7 separate regions of the Mus musculus genome follow, and regions 1, 2, 3, 4, 5 and 6 are each linked to region 7. The links are chromatin contacts, called in public HiChIP or PLAC-seq and promoter capture Hi-C maps. All regions are on one chromosome and are shown on one strand. Each heading gives the region's core, a stretch centred on a gene start, on an enhancer-like site or on the middle of the called end of the contact. The rest is flanking DNA. Distances are from core to core; before and after follow the strand shown. Region 1 overlaps Npas3 (neuronal PAS domain protein 3). Region 2 has its middle 12 kb from the start of Gm40424. Region 3 holds the start of Egln3 (egl-9 family hypoxia-inducible factor 3). Region 4 overlaps Npas3 (neuronal PAS domain protein 3). Region 5 overlaps Npas3 (neuronal PAS domain protein 3). Region 6 overlaps Npas3 (neuronal PAS domain protein 3). Region 7 holds the start of Npas3 (neuronal PAS domain protein 3).

Region 1 (2,790 bases), core at 193-2,692, 640 kb after region 7:
TGGGACTCCGTTTCTCAGGAGCACCGGTCCCTGGTGAGCCGGAGAGAGATCCCGTTTTCTTTTGCCCAAGAAGCCCCAGAAGAAGTGCGGCTGTTACCAATTTCCCACTCTTCGTTCCTTCAGTGTTTCCCATCTCTCAACTCAACCTCCAGGGATGAAGACATTAGCTACTTTCTGCAGCTTATTTACTCCCTGACACTTTACTTCAGCCTGCCAAACTCAGGGGCCAGCTGTGGTCTTGACTTTGTAAACTCGACTGATCCACTGGGAGATAAACCAGAAAGTAGATGGGTTTTGTAGCAGCCACTAAACCCTGGCAGGGCGAAGTGGCATATGTTTCATATGAACTAATAGAACAGGGCTCTACTGCCTCAGCCTTCTGAAAGTGGTTCTTGGCATTTTTTTTTAAATGAGCAAATTTATATTCATGTGGCCATCAGCCAAGGTCCAAATCAGGGCAGTGCCTTACAGAGCACTCTGGAAGTGGAAAGGCGGCAGGGAGGAAGAGAGAAAGTGACTTCAGAAGACCAGAGTGGTTCCGAGCTTAGCAGTTGTCATGGCCTGGCTGGAATTACGCTCTTCCTGGTTCTGCGCAGTCTCCCTGAAAGCCGTGGTGAGGGAGATGCTTCCTCAGTTCCAAGCAATTGCACCACTGAGGAGAGGCACCCGGGCTTTTCCTGCCCCCGAAGTCTCACTCAGCGCTGAGGGCTGAGGTTAAAGCAACCCTTTAAAACCCGGAACTATTTTTGTTCAGGTACGTGGTATGATTTGCTGGTGGTGACAACTGATCTGACAATGACCAGTGATTTAGGCCTACCTCTAATAAGTGAATTAATCTGAGCTAAAACATAGCGATCTGTCATGTTTCGAGATACCTCAACATCTGGCTGCCTTGTCCCCTGTCAGCTGAGTTTGTCCTGTGCAGATCTTCTGTCAAGTGAGGAAAAGAACCGTGGGTAGAAAATTACATGGCAGGTTTAGAGTTAGTGATGAATTTTCCTCCCAACGTGCCAGCTGTGCCCGCAACACTATTTTTTATGGCATTAATCAAATATCTCGCCTGCAGCACCTTCACTTTCCCAAAGGCTAAAAAATGAATCTGTCAAAAAATTTCACTGGGATTTGCCAACAGCTTTTCTAAGCTCAAACGCTAGTCCAGGCACCTTAGAAGTTTGAGTAAGGCTTTTAGGGATAGCCTTGGGGAGTTAAAAGCTATATAGGGTAATTTTCCTTTACACTAAACAAAACAAAACAAAACAAAACAAAAATCGAAACCTCCATTGCAGCTAGGGTGATCAAGTCTGGAAAAGGGCCAGCCACTCAAGCATTATTAATGCATTCCATTTACTGACTCATAGCAAAGGACTCTTTCTTTAAGTTCGAATTTTGAAGCCAGAAAGGTACAAAAGCAATCAAAGGCTATGGAATGAAGTCATCGTTGGCCCATCCAGAAAGAAGAGCCCATATTAGGAAGAAACAGAACAAGCCACATTCCCACATCCCCACCAAGCTGCCCACAGTTGAAAGCATTTGCTGGGACTCGGAACTGAGAATCTGAGGAGATTTTACTACATGTTTCTTTTGCTATCTCTTTTGAAAATAAACATGGCGCATTTATTTGGGGCCCGTCAGAAATCAGATGTCCTCTTGTTTTGCAGAATTAATAGAGATTTTATCTGACTACTGATAACCCAAGATTTACCCTGAATGAGTGAGTGGAAGTTCATGTTGGCTTACCTGAAGTGTGTGTTAAATCCTAGACTCAAAGCCTGTGTCCGATTCCACATCCTGGGAAGGTGATCTTACAGACACCTCTACCCCTTTGATTATTGCTTACAAGGCAAAGGCAGATTTTTTTTTCTTGCCGTATGGGTAAAGCGAGAGGTATCTAAATGTCTTTATCTTTTCACTTCCATGTAACATCTTTAATATTACTAAGCACTTAAAGGAAAAATGGGTGAGACACCCTCTCTCCACTAGTAACTGAGTCATATCGATGAACTAAGAATAGTAGACACTCAATAGATGTCAGTGGAATAAATGAAGTCTTTGGATAGGAAACGGAGAGAAATAAAGGACAGAAACTAGACCACCCATTCGGAGCAGAGAGCCAGTCTGTACATGTTTGCTGCACTTTCATCTCATGGGCATCTCGATCCCCACTCAACATATTTTACTAAAAGGTTTCCCTGCAGTTAAAATCAGTGGATTTGCCACAGTTTCTAGAAGCTATTTAAGTGTGGCAGGATCTTGAGGGGGGTTACTTTTCTACTGAGTGCAATCTGGATTAGTGCAACTTTGAAGGGCAAATCAGACCTTCCACAACTGAAGGAAGTTCACAGAGGTCTAAAACAATGGTTCCCGACCTGTGGGTTGTGACCCCCTGGAAAACGTCTATCTCCAAAAGCATTTTCATTATGATTCACAATACTAGCAAAGTTATGAAGTGCTTCTCTGTTCCACTGGACATCGTGCCCTTTGATTAATAACCATTATCTGAAACCTTTAGGCTCAGTTTTTTAACTGCTTCTAAATGTTTAGAGTCAGGAAGCTCATAGTTCTCCTTCCTTAGACTCAGCCTTCAGTCTTTGTCTTTTGTGAATCAGTAAATTAGCTCTATAGATTATTTGAAATTTTTCATATTTGCTAACATTTTGATCTGCCACCTGTAGATGATCAGTTACAATGAAAATTTATCATGAAATTCAATGCCTACTACATTGGCTTGTACCTTTGGATTTTGGGTCATATTATAAAACTCATTACTAGAAGCATTTCTGTGTTCCTGAC
Region 2 (2,700 bases), core at 102-2,601, 920 kb after region 7:
TCAATAGACAAAAGGCTCTTCTACACCTTAATCCCAAGTTACCTTTTGACATCTACACACACACATACACACACATCACTCACATACACACATACACACACATACACACATACACACACACACACACATATACACACACACACATATACACACATACACACACATCACTCACACACACACACACACACATGTACACACATACACACACACACACACACACACACACATCACTCACAAACATGAGACATCCCGAATTGTGTAGTGTTTTAATCAGCTGAGTATTTATCCACTCCTAGAGCAATCTTTCTCAAGTTGGTAAAACATTATCAATAAGCTACAACAGTATTCCCTAAAACCAGAGATGTCTTTTTAAAAAGAATCACAAAATGACCTCTATAAATGTTCCCAAGAGTCAATTGGAGTGGCATACACCTTTAATTCCAGCACTCGGAAGAATCGAGTGGATCTTTGTGAGGCCAGCCTGGTCTACAGAGTGAGCTCCAGGACAGCCAAGGCTATACAGAGAAACCCTGACTTGGAAAAGCATACCCTGTCCCCCAAAATAATAAGAAAGGGAAAATAAAGGCACTCAGAAATGTAAGAGTTAACTCCCAGGAGTTAGGAGAAAGGCTTCCAGGAGAAAGGTTACTTGTCTTAAGTGGGGAAATCACCAAAGATCAAAGTTTTTTTTTAGTCTTATTTCAACACAGTTGTTCACACTGTTAAGTAGGCTGAAGGCTGTGTGTCACGGGGTAGGAATCTAAGTGTGTCAAGAAGAAAAGGCAGTGAGTGTTCCCTTTCATCCCTAGAAAGTGTATGTGACCCAGGAACACAGGGAGGTATCAGGCACACTGGCTAAAGGCTCCAAACTGCATTCCAGTGTTGTCTGCTCCAAACAACCGGTGCTGTTCAACTCTACCTTAAGGCGGGGAATATACCTCCAAACATCTCACGCCCTCGAGGCCAATGTTGCATAGAAACCCAAAGTCCCTCCTCAGTCTTATGAGGCAGGCAAAGAAAATCCTATTTAAGCAGCAAGAAAGCATTCAAGGACAAAGCTGCGGCTTCTGCACGCATAGCTGTTACTGAGTAAGGAGCACTCCTTTAGGAGGCTGGCCCTGGAACACTTGTGAATAACCCAACAGGGGGAGAGAAAATTTAAATATGCAGCAGCTTAAGCTTGCCTCTCCCGACTCTATTCGTGATCTTTATTTGCCATCCACTCTGCAGGAAGGAACAGAGACCACAAGGACCTGGAGGTCTGGAGTCCAGTCCTGTTATGCTACTCCATCACCGTAACCTTGGCAGAGCCACCTAACTGTTCTGAGTAGTTTCCTCATCCTGGAAAGAGGAAGAGCTGCCTCACTGTGGTTACAAAGAACAACAGTGTGTGCACGTAGCGCAGGCCCCAGGCACACAGGTATCCTCTGAGGACTCCAACCCGCCCATTGTTGTAGGGTTCCGGATGTGACTCTTTGAATCTGTCTCTGGCCTTGCAAATGTAGAAGCAGTGACCCGTGGTAAAGAAAGGGTGACTTTTAAAGGGCCCAGCAGGGATGCAGCGAGAAGCACCACATTAGAAATCATGTTTGGACAGGGCAAGGTTACTAACTGGCCTGGCAGTGTAAACCAGCACGTATTATTATTCCACAGGGTTCAAGTGTGGACCTCAAGTGTGGCTTCAGCTTGGGTTAGCTGTTGGTTTCCACTCTGTCTGATAAGTCTCTAACCAACCCTCTGGCCAGTGTTCTTTCCACACCACACAAAGAATTTAGGGCAGAAGCCAAGCTAATTTTGTATTTTTTTTATTATTATTCGAAATAGCTTTGCTGAGAACAATCCTTGCCCTTGATCAAACCTATATATACTGGGCATGCCAACTCCTGTCTCACACAAAGCGCTGACCAGGCATGGCCGTTCCCACCACTGCTTTCTGAGCACACAGAAAATTTTCAAGACCAAATGGCTGAATTCAGATGACCTAGTTTCTTAAAAAAAAAAAAAAAAAGAAAAGAAAAGAAAAGAAAGAAAGAAATACCGGCGTTACTTATAGAAGAAAACCAAAATCATGTCTGAATTGATAATTCATGATTCAGACAGCCCACAATCTAATTGGCATTAACTACTCTGCTAAAGAGTTTTAAAATGTACTTAAGTGAGGCGTTTTATTTCCATGAAATTGGATCTTTGCTCCAAAATTCAATCTCCTTCTGCGGACTCTGCCCTATTCAGATGATGTAACAGTGAGGTAGGCTCTTAACATTTCATTGCCAGGAATATAAGTGAAATTGATCAGATTATTTGCCAAATAATGTTTCTTCGGCGGGACCAAGTCCTCCCCTAAGTGGACTGTGAGAGCAAGGGACAGGAGAGCAGACACTGAGAATCGCATTTTCCAGTGTGATCTTGCAGGCCTCGGATCAGCCATGAGAAATTAGTGTGCGTGAAAAGTGATTTGTTGTGTGGTTTATTCGTTTAGGAGACCTTTGTCTGGAAAGAATACGCAAAGGTTAAAGAGTCATATCCCTTGCGGGGTCAAAATAATTCGAAAATGAAAGCTACAACATAGAGAGATTAGACAGTAATGAGCAGTTACGTGTTAAGCCCTCCATCCCGGGCAGCTGTGAGAGTTAGGTGAGACAGATACTACTTGCAACTGCACTGGGCAGGCTGTAGGTACTTCATGGATGCTGTAAGTAA
Region 3 (2,776 bases), core at 254-2,753, 960 kb after region 7:
CTATCCTTATAGGAAGAAATGGCCAGGAGCAAGACTAACCCAAAGTGATGTTACAGGCACCAGCTCCTCCACCTCCCATTGGTCTACCGGCCTGCCAATCTACCTGTAAACATTTTCAAGATAAATCATCACCACCCACTGCCCCCATTACGGGCTATGAGAACAACAAAAACAAGGTTTCTACCCAGAGGTACCTCACCACTCTCTTCATGGACCTTATCAGGTTGTTTGAGTGGATTTTGCCATGAGTTTATAGGAAAAGAAAGGCGATGGCGTGGGGCTCAGCACTTGGGCTGAGGGGTCTATGAGAATTCTGAGCCCCAGGGCTCAAAGGCTGCAGCAGAAGTGGAGGACTTAACCTTGTCATACCGAACTCTTCCCTCCCACCCTACCTAACTCTACAAGCCAACTAACACAAGGCAAAAATTAGACTTGCCTCTAGTAGAGTTAAGAGTGCCTCTGGCTACTGTGAAGGGCAGTACCGGGTGGCTTTAAAGGAGGCACTTCGGATCATGGACATGCGTGTCGCAGTGTTTCCAATATCTTTTCCCTCCACCAGCCAGTTGTCCTTGCGGTCATCACCAAAACCAGGGCAATTCTTTCAGAGTCAGCAGAAGCTCATCATCACGAGACACCTGAGCCCCTTAACGTGGACTTTTGCTTAAGGGGTTAGGCCAGGAGGTGGAGGGGACGCAAGTAGGGCAGATAGGCAAGCTGACTTCTTGGTTAAAAACCAAAGTTCGCTGCACCCCAGCGAAGGCGACACAACACTCCGAATGAAGGCTTCCCGTCCCCTGCAGCGCAGCTGCGGCTGGGCACCCGCACGCATCCTACCTTGGACCGCTCCTTGACATAGTATTTGCCCAGCCGGCTCCCGCAGTACAGGACCAGCCGGTCGATGAGGGACAGGAGGAAGTTGATGGCCTCGCAGCCCTCCTCGTTGCCCCCGATCCACGTGATCTGGTCGCCTCGCAGGTGCCGCTTGGAGACGCCGGCGCACGGCCCGGCCAGCTGGCCGTCACGCAGGGCCCCGTTGTAGTGCAGCTGCTTGACTCGCTCCAGCACGCAGTCGCCCACCACCTCGCCTAGGAAGTTGTCCAGGTAGCAGAAGCCGACCTCGTGCAGACAGGGCACGATGTACTCCAGGGCGATCTTCTCCAGATCCAGCCTCATGATGTGTCCCAGAGGCATCTCGCCCACAGAGCCGAGGCCGGGGACCCCCAGGGTGCACGCACCCAGGGCTTTCCCAGCGCGAGCGCACAGCGAAGATGCGGAGAGCCGGGCCGGGGACTCTCCCACCTGCGGTGGTCACAGTCCCCGAGCCACTTTAGCTCCAGAGGCGGGGAAAGTTGCTCGAAACTCTGAAGAGAAGGGATCCCGGCTCTGGGACCGGCGGGAGCAGTGTAGGGCTCCGCCACCCAGCGCCGGACTGGCCCAGTGAGAAGTCGGAGGGCCCTTTTTGGAGATGCAGAGCCACCGCCGCGGCGGCCGTGGCCGGGGGAGGAACGAGAGAAAGCACCGCCTTGACCCCAACGTCATGGTCCCGCCCCCGGGACTGCCCTCCTCCGGGCTCTTCCTCTTGGACTGGTGCTGCGGAGCATCTGGGTGAGCTCCACTCTAGCTAACCTGTGTGTGACCCAAGAAAGGGCTGGATTTTTTTTTTTTAATGCTCTCGATTTGCATATTGATTTGCGTTAAATCCCCTAACAAACTTGAAAACCTGGATCTCACGTCTGAGATGCACATGAACAGTTTATTGCCACTTTCTGGGCTAGTCACCTCTCTGGTGACTATATTTCTTAAACATTAAGGTTTAAGCTCTACCTAGTGTCTTTCCTTCTTTCCTCTTCTGTTTGATTCGGGTCTGGCTGTTCCAACCCCTGTGAGAGAGAGAGGTGAATTTAATTTTAACCAAAACTGACTGATTCATTAACAAACATTCCCCTTGACCTCCCCCCACCCTGTGTGCCAGGCTGGTGTGTATCCCCTGAGAAGGGAGTGGAGGACAGAGAGATAGGGAGGCGCCCCGGGAAGGGAGAGCACTGCCAAATCCTGCAAATTTTTGTATTTTGTCCTGCGGGAGATGTTCATGCACCATTTATACTCAAGCTTTTTACTAAAAGGTTCTGAAATTCTCTCTCAAAATCACTCGCACTCTCCCCAAAAGATACACTGTGTTCCAGGTCTCTCTGGCTTCTACTACATGCAACTTGCACTAGAGCCCTAGGCCCTACCCAAAAGGCTTAATTATCTACTGTAAGGTGGTCTCTATACAGATTTCTGATGCCCTTTCCTTCCAAATGAGAGAGAGAGAAACAGAGACATCTAAGACAGAGGGAAAGAGAGACAAACACAGAGAGACAGAGAGACAGAGAGTCAGTTCACATCTTTGCACATTTAGATTTTCAGTTAAGTCAAATGAAAAACTGCACCGATTTTTCAAGCATCACTAATTTTGGACATAAAGTCCTTTTTGCTTTTATTCTCTTCCCAATAGCCCCTCTGCTCACCTTCTCTGAGGGGAGAAGTGGGGGTGCAGTTCATGTGAAGGAGAGGCAGAGGAGGAGAGAGTGCTGACAGACTGGGAAGAAGGCTGTATTGTAGTCAGTGAGGGCAAACAGGGCCTTGGGGAGTGGCAGTCAACCAGAGAGGGTGTAAGCAGCTTTGAAGAAACCTAACTAGCTCCATGGAGAACAGGGACCCTGTTAATGGCCTTGCTCAGTTGGCCTCTTCCATATGTCTGTCCAGGAGAAGGTGTATTTCCTTAGGGTAAAGG
Region 4 (2,828 bases), core at 281-2,780, 800 kb after region 7:
TGAGGGGAGGAGGGGCTGCAAAACTGTCCATCTCCTGGTGCTGCCAGGAGCATTACTGAGACAGTTGAGGGAGGATGCTTTCTGGCCATAGATTGTTGTCAGGTTTGAAGGCAATATATGTCCCCTGAGCCCTGTGAACGCCTTCACACAGGAAACCAGAGAGCAGAATGGTCAAGTGGCCTGGGTAATTAACCTCTGCAGATCCTAGCCAAGAGGAAGGCCAAAAGCGCCTGCGTCCACCCAGTCTACTGGGAACTGCTACTAAAGCTGAGATTGCTTTGGGATTGGTCTCCTATTTCCAGCCAGGGACTAAATGGGAAGAAAGAATTTATCTGACCTCCGATGCTCAGGAGTGCAGACAGCATCATGTACCTGTCTTTATTATGCAGTAATTATGCCTAAATCTGCTCAAGTTTTGTTGACATTTATAAAGTCTTCATCACCATGACCATACACTTGGGTGTGTCAGTGGTGTTCTGGAGAGGACACAGGAGACCAGGAAAGACAAGTCAGCCAGAAGGATGGGCAGGAGTGGCCTCTGACTTTGGCCAAGTGTATCTAGTCATCACCCTACAGTCTCAGGTCAGCCTGCTCCATAGGTAAGAGCTTGCTCCTGCTCCTGTCAGCCTGGGCAAGTTTGAATTAAAGAGTCGCAGCCCCTGACTTAGCAATAGCCTGTGCCGTCTCCCAGCCTTTGATTTTTCTTTAGTGGCCATGGTGAATGGCAAGAAACCAGTCAGAATAACCTCCCTGAGGAACTTTCCATATATACACACAATGGAAGAACACAATTAGCATTTACAAAGCCATTTAGTCTCTAAGTAGGCTGCAGGACAGAGAAGGAAACCAATGGAGGGACAGAAAGGAGAGCAATTCCAGAATAGATCACACCTCAGGCTGGGCTCAGCTCCACCATCACCACACCTTCCAAAAACCAATGCCAAATTTCCAATGGTTGTCCTATCCAATGCCACAGATTTTCTTTTCTTTTTTTTTTTTTTCTTTTCTTTTTTCTTGGGTTGTTGTTGTTGTTTTTTTGTTGTTGTTGTTTTGTTTTGTTTTTTGTTTTTTGTGTTTTTTTTTGAGACAGGGTTTCTCTGTGTAGCCCTGGCTGTCCTGGAACTCACTCTATAGACCAGGCTAGCCTCAAACTCAGAAATCTGCCTGCCTCTGCCTCCCAAGTGCTCAGATTAAAGGCATGCGCCACCACTGTTTGTTGTGATCAAGTGACTAATTTTTTTTTTTTTTAGCAAGCTTTCAATGTCCCATTCTAGCAATTGAGATTCTTGTCTGTGACCTGCTCTTAGCTTTTTTCTTCCCCCACCCTACCCCCCAAAATACCCCATCCGCTGATACAATGCATCATTCTCTCCCAAATGAAGACAGCAATCTGGAAATGTCCTTTACTAAGGGCAATGGCATGTTTGGGTTACAGAAAAGCTGCCATGCGCCAAGCTGGGGACAGTGCTAATGTCACTCCACCCATGACCCTCCTCACCATAGCCTGAGGTGATTTACAGGTGAGGGAGCTGAGAAACAGGAAGGATAGCTACTCTTCTGGCCTGCCACTCCTAGCTCTTACTGGTCTATTCTTTACTGCTGAAGCTGGTCGAATTCCCCACAGCAGGCTATGTATGGTTCTCTGAAAGGGCTTGATCCCGAATTTTTTTTTTCTTTTTTGAAGGTGTTCATTCAAATAAAAGAGAACGCCTTCCCCAAAGAACGAGGCTTTTTCCTGTGGTTTCTTATTTAATTAGGGAATTGTTAACTAGAAACTAAGCTTGCTCCTTGGCGATTCTTCTGCAGTCTGCAGGATGGCCCAGGGCAACGCTAACATCTAATGCTTTCAGGAGCTGGCAGACTTCACAGACACCAAAGAGGGTCTTTTAATGACATCTAACTTTTTTTTTTTTAGAAAGTGGCTGTTTATGTATACTTGGGAAAACAAGCTAGTAAACAGAACCACCAATCTGTTTTGTACCACAAATGCTCCAAGAATTCATTTTCATTTTCCTAAGAAATCTTCTCTCACTAATAATTCTAGTTTGGTCAAAATGATTATTTCAATCACTAAACATTGAGAAATCCACTTACCCCATTGAGGAGTATATTTTAATTATACTCTTACATTTATTTATAGTGCTTGTTTATTTGTTTTTGTTGTTTTTGTTTTCTGAGACAGTGTCTCACTATGTGGCTGTGGCTATCTTGGAACCTCTGCCTCCCAGGTGCTGGGGTGACAAGCATGTGTCACCACGCCCAGCTAACTCCATGATGTTTTTGTGTTACCAGACCTTATTAGCTCCCTGCCTTGTGAATCAGACACAGTTCTCCAACACTAATCCCATGTCTTTTAAAGATAACATTTCCAAATATGTGTTTCACATCTGAATAGATCCTGTGTCAGAAGTAATTTCTAAAGGGACAGTAAAATAAGTTAAACAAAATCTTTTTTTTTTAACCAACCAAAATGATTGCTGTAGAAAGCAATTAGCATTTTATACATGCCTATATAAACAAGGCAGATTTCCCCACATGTTCTATAGTTTGGGTCTGGATTTCTGTGTCCTACCTGAGGATGCTGGACAATTTAATTAACTATGGGCACTGGTACACACATACTGTCAAGCACAGGCCCAGAAGAGCTGCTGAAATGGTTTTAAACTTTCAGTGTAGAATCTACCACAAAGTCCCAGTTAAAAGAGCCAGGAGTGAAAGCTGAGCTCCCAAATGACTGAGACTAAAAACGATAATACCCTAGGCATCTGTATGTCTCAGCATTTAAATTATATCCCTTGAAATGCCAATTTGGACTTCGTGCCAAGCAG
Region 5 (2,855 bases), core at 343-2,842, 750 kb after region 7:
TCTTATACAAAGAAAATATCTTACTATTGAGAAGGAACATTTCTTAAAACTTAATTTTTTTCTTTTTTTTCTCTCTTTTTTTCCCCCTGCACGCACCAGGGTTTGATGGAATTTGGAGGGTTCCGATGCTAGGCACGCATCTACACATAAATAAGGGCCCTGCTGGTGCTTTACCATGTCCTTGTGGAGTCCCCATAGCAGATTTGACAGTATTCAGAAAGCGCCTAGCCCTCATTCGCATCCTGGAAAACCTCTATCGATCTCAACACCTGTCACCTCCACCAGCTCCTGTCCCTGGGAGGATGCGAGGGATGCACAATCCACATTTAATGGCGTCACCAGCAGATGAATGACAACTGAAGTCTCGTTGCGATTACAGCAGGCGCCAACGTTCTGACTTTGGTTATGAATTTTCTGTAAATTTTATATTAAAAAATATATCAAAATGGATATTTCAAGAACTTCAGCAATGTAGACATTTAAAAGTTGAGGGGCTGGAAAGGCAGCTCAGTGGTTAGGGAGAACATGGACCTCGTAGAGAGGGAGGATCCAACTGTGGTTCCTAGCACCTGCATTAAATGGCTCACAACTGCCTGTAACTCCACCTTTAGGGGATCCAGTGCCTCTGACCTCCATGGATGCTGAACTCATACACACACGCACGCACACACACACACACACACACACACACACACACACTTTTATTCAAGCGTTAAAGACCCCTGAGATGTCTGTATTTTGATTTAGCTTTTCATCATGTCGGCCTTGGTTTTATGTTTTCATCTTTTAGCTTATATTTCATGGGCTAAGAGTGGACATGACTCAGATCTGACCCCTCTGTGCAGCTTTTCCATCCATCTGCCTTGTGTTTCAGGCAGTAGCTAGAACTTCCTGGAATCCCAAACTTATCAGAGCATGAGACAGTAGTGGCCGGTCTCTGAGAGTTGACAAGAGTGTATTCCACATCTAAAAAGCACTCGAAAATATTTCTTAGACATAAGATGGAGCCACTGTGTCTAGAGAGCGCAGGTCTCAAGTGGACTTCTCCCCTACTCCCTCCCTCCCTCAGCCCACCCACATACCAGCCCATCCACTGTGACTCCTCCCCCAGCAAAGCCCTCCTCCTCCCTGGACTATCACCTGAGACATTCTCTCAAAAAACTTTTCTGAGGTGGCTGCCATTGCCTGTCATATTGCAAGCAAAGCCTCTTTTCACAGGAGAGACACCACTGTCACAATTGTGATAACTATTTGCTACCCCATAGGAAGCCTGGCTATGGTGGGGGTGATCTGAGTAAGTTGGCAACCTGTCCTGTTGAAAGGTGGAACATGGCAGGCTCCTCCTGCTCCTGAGCTCAGAACCAGGAAGCTATAGGCAGTCGAAGTGAAAGTCACCATCATGAAAACAAGCTCTGACTGCCCCACCTATGTCTCATTGACTCCTCGGTCCCCTTGCTCTTGAAGTTGAGTATGATGGTTAATTTAGATTCTAAATCTTGGCTTCAGTGGGGCAGAACCTGACCTTAGCATTCCTTACACACCAGTTATCCCCAGTGTAATTAACATTACCCTGCGTGTTTAGGCAATTACTACTGTAACATGAGGCGGATGCTGTACTCCTGCCTCGGCTAGAACATGACACGGTGTTTGGCTGCACAGCTCACACGAAGCTGTGTTTTCACCCAGCAGGAAGCCCCCTTACTGCGATCTCTCCTATAGACTCGGACTGTTTCGCCGGTGCAGTTCTTGTTTCTAAAAGCAGAAGTATTTCTCAGCTTGCCTGAATGGCCTTCTCTTTTTCAGTGAGGCCTTTCCTTCCCGGCTGGGTGAGGCTATCCAGAGCCCTACCCCTAAAGCTCCAAAGACATATTTTCTCTTCTCTGAGAAGTTTCTATATTTCCGTTCCCTCTGCTATTGCAAACACAATCTTGCTGAACAGAGCTAAATTTTTAAAAGCCGAGCTTGTGCTGTGGATTTTGATGGCTTCACGTTAGTTCAAGTCTCTGAGGACCAGTGTCAATAAATGTGTGAGGGACAACAGTAGACGGGCGTACGTTTCCATTTCCAGCAGGATGAAAAACCGCTATAAATTAAGTCTAACCTTAAATGTATAATCTGTCCTTGGGAGAAAGAAAAAAAAAAAAAAGAAAGGATATAGCATCTTCAAGCTCTCGGCATCCCTTTCGAGGAAAAAAAAATTGGTTCTAAGGGTCTCTGATCTTGTGTTTTAGTAAAATAGAACTGCACGGCTGACTGACAGTTCTGATCTAAAGCATTTACGTTTAAGTTTTGATCTCTCTGCTTTTGATTAAAACTAATGAGCTCATTTAATTCAAAATGGGAATCTCTGATAAGAGAAATAAGGTTGATGTGATTGGATTAGAGGGGCAAATTAAACTCTTAGAGCAGAAGTTTGTGCTTATATAGTGTATTAAAAAGCTGTTGGCGTATTATGGCGTGTTAGATGATGAGAAAAATTTCATAGTAATTCATATTTAATCAGAAGAAATGAAAGTACTAAATATAACATGGCTCTGCTTTTCCCTCGAGTGATAAAAAGCTGTACATTTAAAATGACATCAGATCAGTGCTCTCTAAAACAAAAAAGGGAAAGCCTTGGGAGGGACACATAGGGAAGGGGCAGATGTCCGACGGCCTGCACCCCAGAGTGGAAATGCTACCAACGTAGGAAACTGAGACTTACCAGGCTATGAATGACATGGTAAGTCCCCTAGACCATAGATAGCACGGTGCCTATGATTACGGTGTCCACACCCTCCTGCCAACTGAGCATCAATCACATTTAATATGAAATGCAGAGATTACTTATTCTTTAAAATATACAAATAGCATGC
Region 6 (2,700 bases), core at 56-2,555, 730 kb after region 7:
GCGGCGCATGCCTTTAATCCCAGCACCTGGGAGGCAGAGGCAGGCAGATTTCTGAGTTCAAGGCCAGCCTGGTCTACAAAGTGAGTTCCAGGACAGCCAGGGCTATACAGAGAAACCCTGTCTTAAAAAAAAAAACAAAAACAAAAACAAAAAAAACAAAAAAAAAAAACTTGAAAATACCTTAGAGTCATGATAGTATGCTAGAAAATGGGATACATTTTTATAATCAAAACTACCTAAGAACTATAAAATCTAGCTCATCATATGAGTAGATTTTCCCCAATGCTATAGCACATTCCAATGTCTTGCATTACAATCCAGCTCTAAGCGCAGACGTGGGCTTTCTAGAACAACAGCTCTCACAGTTCCGCTGGAGGAGGACATGTAGCTTAAACTCACCTTCACAACGGAGGCCTCCGCCTGCTTTTTAATTTACTAGATGTTGCTTTACTGCTGTAATATGTAATACATGTGTGTACTATATAATAAACATTCTGATTACCTTATATCTACATAGTAAACATTTGCCAAGGTAAAATTAATATAATTTTTAAAATATCATTTTAATAGAACAGAATGTCAGGTGACGGCGGGAACTATTTGAATTCTGTCCATGCTCAGAAGTGCCACACCCTCTTCATGGTAGCCTGCTAGACGGCAAGCCATGGTCTTGGTCCCAGGGGTCCCAAGTATCCCCATAGGCCACAGTTGGGACCTTTTGAAAAGTGACCAGAAAATTGCTTTTTAGACACTAGTGTGGAGGAACTTCCCACATGATAGGGAACTAGACAAAAAAAAAGTCTGTGTGTAGAACACTGTTTCCTGTATGCCCTTCTGCGAGATTCATCCAAGACTATAACTTCAAAGACTCTTTTGATAGAAAAAAGATGTTTTAATTCTCACATTTTATGACAGTGCTACAGGATACTTACAGTTGATTGACCGTAAGGCAGGACCTGGATACTGTCTCACAGGAAAAGAAACCCTAGCTTGCTCCTGCCATTTGCTCTCCCGCTGCCCTTCCCCCCCCACACACACATATACACTATTTCCAGCCAGGAATATGGACAGGCAAGAAATGGGTTAAAGGGAAAGATGGTGAGAACACAGCAAGCACCATCATTAGACCCCACTAGGGTCCCTCACAGACGCCTGTGACCGGAGGAAAGAATATTCCCATGGTCAGGTGCCTGCTCACCCCAAAGCTGCAATAAAGAACGCAGACCTCCCAGATCTGCAAGGCTGCATAGGGGAGCTGAAGGGCCAGGGAGAAGGAAGTCTGGCTTCCACCCCATTGGGCAAAGACTCAGCCAAAGGAAGTGCCAGGACACTGCGCTGACCCACTTCGAGCCCTTCCTCTCCATTTATCCCCAGCAGAAGAGATACAAAAGCATCACTATGGCACAAGGGAAAGTTGGAGAAGCATTCCGGAAATTGACATGCAAATAACCACTCCAAGTACTGGGCTTTGTTCTGAAAATTCCCATCCTTGGGAGATGTGAAAACACCAATCAGGGAAGGGGTAGAGCTGGGAAGGACCTGGCAGGTTTATAGCCAGAGTGTCCTCCTTTGAGAGTCTGTCTCTGTACCCCATCCCAGACTGAGCTGGCACAGGTAAAACCAAACTAAACATGTCTCCGCTGAACAACTAAAAGGACAACAGGCCTGAATGGAACTGCCCTGAGACAGTGACAGTCACAACACTTGCTTCCTGGTCTCTGAGTCATCCCTGATGCCACCAAAGCAATAAGAAGTCCAGCCAGGGCTCATAAAGAAAAGCCAAGTATTTCACAAGGACAAAAGCAACTGTCTCTAGGAAGCTAGCTTTGCATTCTGAGCAGCTGCCCCAGTCTCCTAGACAAAGGCCAAAGATACTGCCTTACCCACGCCACTGCTTCTCCATCATCGAGGCCTGGGACTAGATGCCAAACTCCCACCTGCAAGCTCTCAGATCCTACAGCACACTATACTCAGTGCTAAGTGGAGTCAACATTACTAAAGCGGGGAGAGGGGGGTGACTGCATAATGGCCCGCTGTAGGCTGTCTCTTTGGTAGATTTATTACATACATAAGACCCTGAAGAAAACCAGCAGGCAGTGGGCAATGCTCACTATGCATAAAGGAAGAAAGGCACCATGACTCGGGAGTTTGTTAAGGAGAGGTTCTGAAAGCTAAGCATGTGGTTAGAGAAACCAGTGAATTAGTTCTGGCTGTACTGGAATCCTGCTCCTCTGTATACGAGGGTCCCTACATACCATCAAGATGTCGAATTGGCCTTATTTTTACCACTGTGTTTTCCTCTCCCAGAGCCAACCCTGCTCCTTCCTCCCTGGAGGTGTTTGTGCTCAGGAAAACTGAACCAGCAGAATCCAAGCATAACAAGTCTTGCTCAGGCTTCATCAACTGTCTCTCAAGGAAGTTTACTCAAACTTTAATTGACTCCTAGAGAGTGGGCAACCCCAAAGCTAGCTGGCCTAACAGAATCATGAAGGCCTGGTGATGACCATTTTGCTGCTGTTTCCTGTGCCCATGAGTCCTCCCCTTGAGCCCTGAGCAGTACTCACATAGCCTCACAGCAACATTCAGATACAGCTGGAGGTGGTGGCCTGCTTAGCCCTTCAGTACATGTAACCTCTGCCTTTGGACATCTCAACAGCCTGATCCTCTGTGGTGGAACTATTCCACCCGATATTCAGAGTG
Region 7 (3,009 bases), core at 368-2,867:
GGATAGCATGGGGCTGCTGCAGGGCGGGCATCTGGCTCTTAGATCCTGTGCGGAGTTGTCCTGCTTGGGAGCCTCTGTCACTCTACACCTCGGCAACTTCAGGCCAGTGGGTCCTGTCTCACTGGATCATGGTGGCCCACTGTTTCCCAGGCTCAAAGGGTTAAGCAGGAGCCTGACCGGGAGAAGCGCGATTGGCCCTGGGTCACGGCGGCGTGGAGGTCACAGTTAACTTGGGCTTGTTTGGAGGGTACAGCGACTGCCCTAGCCCTTCAGCTGCAGTGCCCAGGCCCTGAGTGCCAGATGGGAAGAGGGTACCAGAATGGGAAACCACCACTCCCCACCACCACCCAGCCGCAGCAGTAGCAGCAGCAGTTGCAGGAGTAGCAGCAGCAGCAGCAGCAGCCGCTAAGCTGGGCAGGGGCTTTGAGTGTGGGACATTAGCAGAGCTCTGTGTCCCTCAAGGGCTGCATCCGCCTGCTTCTCGCATCTCTGCTCCTGCTCACCAGCCAGAAGACAGGGGGAAAAGTGGGCAACCCGGGTCCTGGGGAGGGATGGAGGGAAACAATCAACTCCCACTCCCCCAACCCTAGCTCAGTGAAACCCAGTGCAAGTCTCACTAAAAAGGCGCATCCAAACTGTAAGGATCTCTCTTCACCCCCTAATGAAAGGCAGGCGTCACAATGTGAAGTAACAGGAAGGCGCGAGGAAATAAATGCACGTGTTTTCTCTTTTTGTTTCCTTGGTGTTTGGAATTCGCAGAGTTCTTTTCAATTGTGGCTACTAATTTATTCGTTTCCTCGGTCAAAGGGGGGCGTTAAGAGATGGATCATAGCGCAAACTAAGATCTAGCTGAGACCCCACCTCACAAGTTTCCCAAGACCAACTCTTCCGCTCACCAGGAGCGGGAAGAGCCCTTTCTTTTAAGCGACCCAAACTCTCCATTGTACAAAAGCGCCAACCCCCCGCCCCGCACTCCGTCGCCTTTGCAAACCACCTCTCCTAGATAACTATCAAGTTCTCCAGGAACCCAACTTGCGCTTGGTCACATTCGCTCTGCTTAATGTGGAGAATAGTGTCAAAGAGGGGTCCAGGCTGAAACGGGAGGCTCTGACGCCCCATTCCTACACCCGCGGGCTGGGATCCTGGTTTCTGGCAGCCTCGGAAGGCTGAAGCCAGCCCGGATGGTGGTTATTTCTCCAGAGAAAGGAGGAGAAAGAGCGCACCACAATCTTGCACTTTGGGTCGGAAGTGCGCGGTGTGTGTGTGTGTGTGTGTGTGTGTGTGTGTGTGTGTGTGTGTAGAAGAGGGAGGGAAAACGCACCCTCCACTGCTCGTTATTCCCTTGCACCGGCCAAGCGCTCGCCAAGCCTCCCGGTGCATCCTTCCTCCTTCACCCCCTCCTCCTCTCAGCTGGGCTCGCGCGGCGCTGCTGGAGCAGCCAGTGAAAGCAACATCCTGGAAAGAGGGGGGAGCAACAGTGCCCCCCAAAAGGGAGAAAAGGCCCCACCCTGACACGTTTTGCTGTTTGCAAGTCCCTCGCACACCCCCCGCACCTCCTCCTCGCCACCCCCCCCCACCTCAGCCCGCTGCGCGCACATCAAAGCGCCTCTCCGCCGCGCACAGTGGCCGCGGCTCACTAATGGGATTGCAGGCTGGTGCCTGGCTCCGCTGCTGCCGCCGCTCGCGCCGCTGCTGCCGCCGCCGCCCGAACCCGAGCCCGAGCCCCCGCCAGCCCGAGCCCAGAGCAGCCGCGCCTGGGGCTCCAAGCCGCGGCGATGATCCGAATCTTTCCGGATTTCAGCGTGCAGGTGACGGCCGCGGCGGCCGGCGGGGCAGCCGCTGGGGTACCGGCCGGTGCGGGCATGGGGAGGGCCGGCGCCGCGGCCAACGGCACCCCGCAGAACGTCCAGGGCATCACCTCCTACCAGCAGCGGTGAGTAGTCCCGTCCGAGCTGGGATAGTGCCCCCGTCTCGGGTACTGGGGTGGGACTCACTTTGCTCTTGTTTTGTGCCTTACAACACACATGCACCTCGTCAGGGCTTACTTTGCCTGCCCCTGTGCTATAGAAGGAGGGGGGGGGGGATACACAATCCGAATTGAAAAGCACTCTAGTGCACTGGCGAAGTGAAGTCATCCTTTGCCCTCTGCCAGGCCCCGAACGTTGAGCCTCAGCCCCGAGTAGCCAGAGAGTTCCAGTCAAGTCTGAGACGCTGCAGGAGATGCTTTTGCAAAGTTTGGGCTTCCTGCCCCCTTTCAGCAAAATGTTCTCAATGCCTCCGCGGGTGCGAATCCGCGCTGACGGACAGCCAGGGGAGCAATTGATCATCGGAGGCTGATTGATCATTTGTTTCCAAATAGGACAGAGACGATTTTCATGTGCAGAGATAGACTTGCGTTTCTACCTAATAGTGTGAGATCCTGTCACCTGTTACTACAGGGAATACAACGTGAAATCCGAATCTCTTAGGCGCTGTTAACTATCTTAAACGCATTATGATGCAAATGGATGGGATTCCGAGATCCAAGTTAGGAAGCAAATTTTACAAAAGTTAGGCTTGGTGGTGAAAGGGAAGTTTTAATATAGAAATTGTTTTTAGTTTTCTAAAGATAGTCTCTAGATTCAAAATAATTGTCATTAAAACACTGAGCAACCTTTGATTGAGGAAGGAAATAAAGAGAAATTTACCATCAACAGCTTTCTAACCCTAAAGTTTTCCCTTTAAGGATAACTTTCGATGTTCTAAGATTTTATTGAAAATGGGATTCACAAAATCGCTATGAGAAAAACTAACAATATAATCAAAAAGGTAAACTCTCTATTCATGAGGCTCAATTTTATGGTAGATGGAAGAAAAAAAAGCACATGAGAGTGTGAAATTAAATATTTGTGTTTCCCAGATTGTACACGATTAAACATCTGAGAGATTTGCCAATGGCATTTAACTTAAAATATACATAATGCATAATTCAAATTCCCATTTTACCTCATCTTTGAAACTTCATTGATT

Evidence for each region. Promoter capture Hi-C pulls out the DNA fragments that hold promoters and counts their contacts. HiChIP or PLAC-seq counts read pairs in DNA pulled down with a chosen protein or histone mark.
Region 1: a contact with region 7 is called in an H3K4me3 HiChIP or PLAC-seq map of stem cell-derived neural progenitor cells, with 18 read pairs. The contact joins the enhancer-like site here to the promoter of Npas3 in region 7. A contact is called at or near these places in 2 of 39 promoter capture datasets (both in the 3T3-L1 cell line), 8 of 115 datasets of contacts at active chromatin or transcription factors (astrocytes, craniofacial prominence, embryonic forebrain and 5 more) and 2 of 9 other capture datasets (embryonic tail and pancreatic islet).
Region 2: a contact with region 7 is called in an H3K27ac HiChIP or PLAC-seq map of embryonic stem cells, with 5 times the contacts expected there. The contact joins the enhancer-like site here to the promoter of Npas3 in region 7. A contact is called at or near these places in 4 of 39 promoter capture datasets (the 3T3-L1 cell line and embryonic stem cells), 2 of 484 Hi-C or Micro-C datasets (both in embryonic stem cells) and 2 of 115 datasets of contacts at active chromatin or transcription factors (embryonic forebrain and embryonic stem cells).
Region 3: a promoter capture Hi-C map of embryonic stem cells shows a contact between it and region 7, with 2.5 times the contacts expected there. The contact joins the promoter of Egln3 here to the promoter of Npas3 in region 7. A contact is called at or near these places in 7 of 39 promoter capture datasets (the 3T3-L1 cell line, embryonic stem cells, hippocampal neurons and 1 more), 2 of 484 Hi-C or Micro-C datasets (embryonic stem cells and ganglionic eminence) and 7 of 115 datasets of contacts at active chromatin or transcription factors (VIP interneurons, astrocytes, embryonic forebrain and 3 more).
Region 4: an H3K27ac HiChIP or PLAC-seq map of embryonic stem cells shows a contact between it and region 7, with 6 times the contacts expected there. The contact joins the enhancer-like site here to the promoter of Npas3 in region 7. A contact is called at or near these places in 21 of 39 promoter capture datasets (the 3T3-L1 cell line, 3T3-L1-derived adipocytes, the C10 cell line and 13 more), 27 of 484 Hi-C or Micro-C datasets (the C2C12 cell line, MC3T3-E1-derived osteoblasts, adipose-derived mesenchymal stem cells and 18 more), 21 of 115 datasets of contacts at active chromatin or transcription factors (VIP interneurons, craniofacial prominence, differentiating embryonic stem cells and 13 more) and 2 of 9 other capture datasets (embryonic stem cells and pancreatic islet).
Region 5: a contact with region 7 is called in an H3K4me3 HiChIP or PLAC-seq map of embryonic limb bud, with 4 times the contacts expected there. The contact joins the enhancer-like site here to the promoter of Npas3 in region 7. A contact is called at or near these places in 8 of 39 promoter capture datasets (the 3T3-L1 cell line, cranial neural crest, embryonic stem cells and 4 more), 1 of 484 Hi-C or Micro-C datasets (embryonic stem cells) and 15 of 115 datasets of contacts at active chromatin or transcription factors (SST interneurons, craniofacial prominence, differentiating embryonic stem cells and 10 more).
Region 6: an H3K4me3 HiChIP or PLAC-seq map of neural progenitor cells shows a contact between it and region 7, with 26 times the contacts expected there. The contact joins the enhancer-like site here to the promoter of Npas3 in region 7. A contact is called at or near these places in 4 of 39 promoter capture datasets (the 3T3-L1 cell line, embryonic stem cells, hippocampal neurons and 1 more), 2 of 484 Hi-C or Micro-C datasets (the N1E-115 cell line and neural progenitor cells), 18 of 115 datasets of contacts at active chromatin or transcription factors (SST interneurons, VIP interneurons, astrocytes and 13 more) and 3 of 9 other capture datasets (adipose tissue, embryonic stem cells and pancreatic islet).

Annotation. Positions count from the first base shown.
Region 1 is chr12:53,887,434-53,890,223 of GRCm38.p6, forward strand. The region is part of intron 5 of Npas3 (neuronal PAS domain protein 3); the gene reads left to right. Among named protein-coding and RNA genes, the nearest start is that of Gm35614, 57 kb to the left of the region's middle. Within about 2 kb of position 1,443, at least 26 of the 459 cell types and tissues checked have an H3K27ac peak or open chromatin away from gene starts, as enhancers often do. A contact at or near this core is called in astrocytes and stem cell-derived neural progenitor cells, where this site is marked.
Region 2 is chr12:54,163,505-54,166,204 of GRCm38.p6, forward strand. No RefSeq gene overlaps it. Among named protein-coding and RNA genes, the nearest start is that of Gm40424, 12 kb to the right of the region's middle. Within about 2 kb of position 1,352, at least 119 of the 459 cell types and tissues checked have an H3K27ac peak or open chromatin away from gene starts, as enhancers often do. A contact at or near this core is called in embryonic stem cells, where this site is marked.
Region 3 is chr12:54,202,371-54,205,146 of GRCm38.p6, forward strand. Egln3 (egl-9 family hypoxia-inducible factor 3) reads right to left here and starts at 1,504. Exons shown (of 5, transcript NM_028133.2): 1 at 835-1,504. The coding sequence starts at 1,191.
Region 4 is chr12:54,045,486-54,048,313 of GRCm38.p6, forward strand. The region is part of intron 8 of Npas3 (neuronal PAS domain protein 3); the gene reads left to right. Among named protein-coding and RNA genes, the nearest start is that of Gm35818, 95 kb to the right of the region's middle. Within about 2 kb of position 1,531, at least 2 of the 459 cell types and tissues checked have an H3K27ac peak or open chromatin away from gene starts, as enhancers often do. A contact at or near this core is called in embryonic stem cells, where this site is marked.
Region 5 is chr12:53,998,774-54,001,628 of GRCm38.p6, forward strand. All of the region lies in intron 6 of Npas3 (neuronal PAS domain protein 3), which reads left to right. Among named protein-coding and RNA genes, the nearest start is that of Gm35818, 140 kb to the right of the region's middle. Within about 2 kb of position 1,593, at least 15 of the 459 cell types and tissues checked have an H3K27ac peak or open chromatin away from gene starts, as enhancers often do. A contact at or near this core is called in SST interneurons, craniofacial prominence, embryonic limb bud and 1 more, where this site is marked.
Region 6 is chr12:53,980,351-53,983,050 of GRCm38.p6, forward strand. The region is part of intron 6 of Npas3 (neuronal PAS domain protein 3); the gene reads left to right. Among named protein-coding and RNA genes, the nearest start is that of Gm35614, 150 kb to the left of the region's middle. Within about 2 kb of position 1,306, at least 38 of the 459 cell types and tissues checked have an H3K27ac peak or open chromatin away from gene starts, as enhancers often do. A contact at or near this core is called in astrocytes, neural progenitor cells, neural stem cells and 2 more, where this site is marked.
Region 7 is chr12:53,246,815-53,249,823 of GRCm38.p6, forward strand. Npas3 (neuronal PAS domain protein 3) reads left to right here and starts at 1,618. Exons shown (of 12, transcript NM_001370962.1): 1 at 1,618-1,933. The coding sequence starts at 1,776.